Regions from separate parts of the Mus musculus genome. Here region 2 is linked to region 1. A link is a contact called in public HiChIP or PLAC-seq data. All regions are on one chromosome and are shown on one strand. Each heading gives the region's core, a stretch centred on a gene start, on an enhancer-like site or on the middle of the called end of the contact. The rest is flanking DNA. Distances are from core to core; before and after follow the strand shown.

Evidence for each region. HiChIP or PLAC-seq counts read pairs in DNA pulled down with a chosen protein or histone mark.
Region 2: an HNF4G HiChIP or PLAC-seq map of pancreatic cancer cells shows a contact between it and region 1. The contact joins the promoter of Omp here to the promoter of Ints4 in region 1.

The regions. Positions count from the first base shown.
Region 1 is chr7:97,479,619-97,482,237 of GRCm38.p6, reverse strand. Ints4 (integrator complex subunit 4) reads right to left here and starts at 1,282. Exons shown (of 23, transcript NM_027256.2): 1 at 1,088-1,282. The coding sequence starts at 1,141.
Region 2 is chr7:98,144,134-98,146,752 of GRCm38.p6, reverse strand. Omp (olfactory marker protein) reads left to right here and starts at 1,306. Exons shown (of 1, transcript NM_011010.2): 1 at 1,306-2,619. The coding sequence starts at 1,335. The coding sequence ends at 1,826. All of the region lies in intron 3 of Capn5 (calpain 5), which reads left to right.

The sequences.
Region 1 (2,619 bases), core at 33-2,532:
TTTTCCATCAGGCATGGTGATGCAAGCCTTTAATCCCTGCACTTGGGAAGAAAAGGCAGGCTGATTCCTTCCTGTTCATGATCAGCCTGCTCTACATAGTGAGACCCTGTCTCAAAGAAAAAAAAAATTTTTTTTTTTCCTTAATGAGACCACTCTGCCTAAATATCTAAGACTGCTGGGGATCCACTGGCATAAACCCCCGGGCCTGGTCAAAATGCAGATCTTGCCTCACACCACCAACCTATTGAACATAATCTGCATCATAACAAACTCCCTAAAAGAGCGAGATCTGTAACAGCTCGGTGGTAGACCACATGCCTCAGCATGCATAAGGCCCTACACTCAATCTCCCCTACTACAAAAAAGATAAAAAATTTAAGTATTCCTCAAGACGCGTATATTTTGTATGTATCTGTGTACATATGGAAATTTAAGAAGCAGAATACATCGCTTCTACAGAGACACTGTGGAGCACACTGACAGTTCTGACAGGGGCTCTCTTGGTCCACCTATGTTTAAAAGAGAGAGGATGATAGGTTTGCCGTCCTGTGACTCTTGCCTGCTTGGTCTGAGCCTTGAATTCTACAGACCTTTAGTCAGCTTGGGGTTTTGCATACAGCTCAACTTGTCTCTGAAAGTTAGAGGTACACGAGTTAAGAGGAGTTCTGCCACCAACTGAGGACAGGAGAATGCAAATATAACCGATCTGGCACAACCGAGCTGTGAGACATTAAAATAAGATACCTGACAGTTTTTAAAACTATACAGCACGTTGTCCCAATGATTTTGTTTTGTCTTTATCAAGTGAGCTGGGAGTGTGACTTTGGGATAGAGTGATAAGTTAGCATGCTTAAGACCCCGAATTCTAGTCCCAGAACTTTAAATACAACAACAACAACAAACCCCAAAGTCAGAGTACACATGAGAACAGCGGCCTCGACCTAACACGCCCCCTGCCTGACGCGCAGCCTAGGAACCTAAACCTAAGCCGGCTACACACAAGCTTAGGCGCTGATCTGGAGAACAGCCTGGGTGCGGACAACCCTCCCGCGCAGACTGGTCCATGGCTTTTTCTGCCAGCGCTTACCTGAACCACTTTAGTGAACTCCTCATACACCCGCTTTTTCAGGTGCGCCGCCATGGCTGCACCGGACCTTCTCGGCTTCTGTACTTGCTGAGAACGTGGAGAGAAACCTTTCTACAGCACCGATTTCGCTGCAATCCCACAAAGCAGTGGGGTTGCTGGATAGAGAGGCCTCTTCCTGAAGCTCCACTGCCCAGTGAGTCGATTGGCTGCCGCTACTGCTGGGAGACGGAAATTAGAGTGCATCCTGGAAGATGGGTGGAGTAAAAGGCGGGGCTGGTGGGAGCTGGAGGCAAAACCCGGAGCTGTATCCTGGAGGTGCCCTGCTAGAATCTTAGGGTGAGTGTTGCCATAGTTCCAGCTCCTCCCCGAAGTTCGTTTTACTTTGTTACAGTAATTTAGAAGTTATCCATCAATAAGAAAGAAGAAGAAGAAAAACGGAAAGATAAAGAAAAGAAAGCCAAGAATCTTCCTGTTGAATCAATGAAAGGTTTAAGATCATTTTTCTGAATGGTACTACTCTGCAAGTCTGAAGATTTAAGAATGCTGGTGGTCCACCCGGAGCCAAGTCTCTATCAGGACTGTCAGTGTGTTCCACGAATCTCTGGTGAAGAGACTAATGCTTCCTCTGACAGCTGGGAAACAGTGAAAAAGAATCTTGAGACTGAGGATGAAGCCACGTGTTGTGGTGTCAAAAACCAGGAGCCAACACTGAGATATAGAAAGGCAAAAATGTTACCATTACAGACACACCCACACACACACACCCACAGTAGAAGGATGAGGTGTCCTCAAAGTCTTACAAAGGTTCTTTATGACTTTGGCAAGCAAGCAAAGCTTAATAAAAAGGGAACTTTATTATGATTAGCATTTAGCATAAACTCAATTACAGGTTTTTAACTTCATTGTAGTTGGTAGGTTTCAGAAAACCTTGTTTTTCAAGTTAAGTCTGCTTCTCAGAAGGTCTTTGTAGTCTTTCTTTGGAAAACAGTCTACATAATAGAAAGATAAATCTCATTTTGCCTAAAAAATGCAAGTACAAATATCAAGACCCTGGAAATAAGTCTAGAACATGAACAATGAGTAGAATAGAGTTCCTGTTATTATTTAACCCTTGTTAAGATCAATAATGAAGGAAGGAATAAGAATGGAATTGCTGTTATTATTTAACCCATATTAAAGTGAATAGTGAAGGCAGAAATAGGGGAGTCAGATTCTAACACAACACTCCTTTAAGACTCTGGTACTTGAACAAGTGACCTCCACGACAAGCATACTGATAATCCCTACCTAACAAAAACATGCTTACAGTGTAATGAAACAATACAGAAACAAGAACACCCTGCATCTGAGATATGTGGTGCTCTTGAGTTTTACAACTCACCTGTTCTTTACTTTTTTAACCAAAACATGGGACATTTAGAGGAGGGAACAGGAAGTTGGTAGGTACAGAGGACCCAAAAACACATAGATTATCTTTATCCTATACTATACGTAGGAAGACTGTGTTACAGCTCAGATGGAAAGGTGTCCTG
Region 2 (2,619 bases), core at 57-2,556, 660 kb before region 1:
ACAGAGCCCTTGAGTTCAATTCCCAGTACTCTACAAACAAAACAAAATAAAACAGTTTGCCGTGGTGACTCATACCTGTGAGCCCAGCACGTGGGAGGCTCAAGCAGGAGGGTTTCTGGGAGCCTGAGGCCAGCCTGGATGGCTACACAGTGCGGCCCTGCGCCAAACAACACAACACAAAACAAACACAAACAAACAAATAGAACAGAGCAGGCAAGTTGCCCATCGTGCATCATGGGGCTCTGTGCTGGTCATAACCCCAAACCCCGAGTGGTTCAGTTGACCTCCATCTGGCAATAGAATGTACTTCTGATCCCCTAGACCGTTCCAGTGGTTCCAGCTACTACACCTCACCCCATGCCTCTTTCGTGTGTGTGTGTGTGTGTGTGTGTGTGTGTGTGTGTGTGTGTGTGTGTGTGTGTGTGATGTTCCGAGACAGCAGCATCTCTGTCTCCACCACTCAGAGGCACTCACAGACTCCAGTTCTGCCATCTGTCCACATACACTGCCTGGGTTCCACCTCCCACTGACATTCCCTTGTAGGTCCCCAGCTTCTTCCCTGGCCTCACGTCTCCCACGGGAGGTGGAGGATCAGTTTAGGCGGAATGGCTGGTAGGATTTTGGTGGACGTGAGAGCCAATCCTGTGGCTATGTGGTTGGATCGATCAAACCACGGCCTCTGGGAGCCGAGCCAGCCGTCTGTCTGGCAGATGATTTGGGATTTGAGAGCTGCAGGTTCAGATGGGAGGTGACAGCTGGGCTGGGTCCTGATGGTGATAAAGGAGAGGGAGACACCAGGGCACCTGACAGGACCTGACAGGGGCTATGACAGAGTGGGGTGGGGGGTGCGGAGGAGGAGGCAACCATGGAAAGTTGGCTTGGCTGACTACAGAAAACTGAAATGTGTGCCACCGGTGCTACCCCGCCCTGCCACCTCTTTCCTGGACAGTCTTCGGTTACCTCCATGTGTCTATAACCTCACCTATCTCCCAACAGCCCTGTGGAGTATTCCATTCTTCACAAACAAGCAAAGCTCCAGCTTGCCACTACCACTGTAGTCAAGGTGGTTGCCACAGCAGTTGATATCAGTGCTCTGGTCCCCAGGGAGCCCATCACCCTCCAGCCTGCCTACAGCACAGCTTTACCAGTTAGGAGGCAGTTGGACACACACACTCCTGTGTCCCCTGTTCTGAGAACTGGGTGGGGCCAGAAAGGCTGGAAAGGGAGGCGGGCCTTCAGGTGGCCTCTTCTCTTGGCATCGGAGGATCCAGCCCACTTGATTCCCTGACGCTGGTGGTAGTGGTGGCAGTGGCAATCGCTGTAGCACTTGGGCCATGGCAGAGGATGGGCCGCAGAAGCAGCAGCTGGAGATGCCGCTGGTTCTGGACCAGGACCTGACCCAGCAGATGCGGCTCCGAGTAGAGAGCCTGAAGCAGCGTGGGGAGAAGAAGCAGGATGGTGAGAAGCTGATCCGGCCGGCTGAGTCCGTCTACCGCCTCGATTTCATCCAGCAGCAGAAGCTGCAGTTCGATCACTGGAACGTGGTTCTGGACAAGCCCGGCAAGGTCACCATCACGGGCACCTCGCAGAACTGGACGCCCGACCTCACCAACCTCATGACACGCCAGCTGCTGGACCCCGCCGCCATCTTCTGGCGCAAGGAAGACTCCGACGCCATGGATTGGAATGAGGCAGACGCCCTGGAGTTTGGGGAGCGCCTTTCTGATCTGGCCAAGATCCGCAAGGTCATGTATTTCCTCATCACCTTTGGCGAGGGCGTGGAGCCTGCCAACCTAAAGGCCTCTGTGGTGTTTAACCAGCTCTGATGACAGCCCTGGCTGCCCTACCCCTGGCCCCACCTCTCCCTTGCCTGGATCTCCTTCCTCATGTGTATTTTGGGGACATTCTTCTAGCTGCTCCTCCTGTGCTCATCTTGGCCAGAGTTCCCCCGAGTGCTACATCCCCTCCTTTTCCCTGGTGCCAGTGCTGCGGCTCACAGTGATGTCCCATGGCTCCGTAGTCTAGAAGCCGGATGCTGCTACTATAGACTGTAGAGGCCTTTTGGGTCCACGTGGGAAGATGGATGGGCCCCCTGTGGTGAAGAGCGGGACTGAGAGATAAAGAGACTGACCAAGAGATGCAAACGGCCAGCACTGATTCCTCCCTTCAGGGATGGGAGACTGAGACTGGACAGGAACACCTTCCGGGGAACCTGGCAAGAAGGCGTTTGCCCTGCTGGCCAAAGCTGGAGCCAGGAGGCGAATGCCCAGCCTCTGGCAGCAGGAAGGTTCTCCTCCCAGTGTCGGCAGCAGCCCGCTGTGACCTTAGGGCCTTCAAGACACTGGGCAGGATGACAGCGGGGCTTGATCTGACTGCTTTTCCAGGTCTGGGCCTGGTTTTTATGGAGAAGTGAGAGAGCGTGTAGAAACTGAAACAACTCTAGCCACCCACGCTCATATGGGTATTGAGAGATGGCATAACTATTTGTATGGATGTGGGCCTGAGGGCTAGTCCTGGTGAGGAGTAAGGCTAACTTTAGTTTAATTATTGAGCTGGTACTGGCTTGTGGACTTGGTGGAGGTGATCCTGACTGAGGCGTCCTTGGTGCAGTGCTTTTTG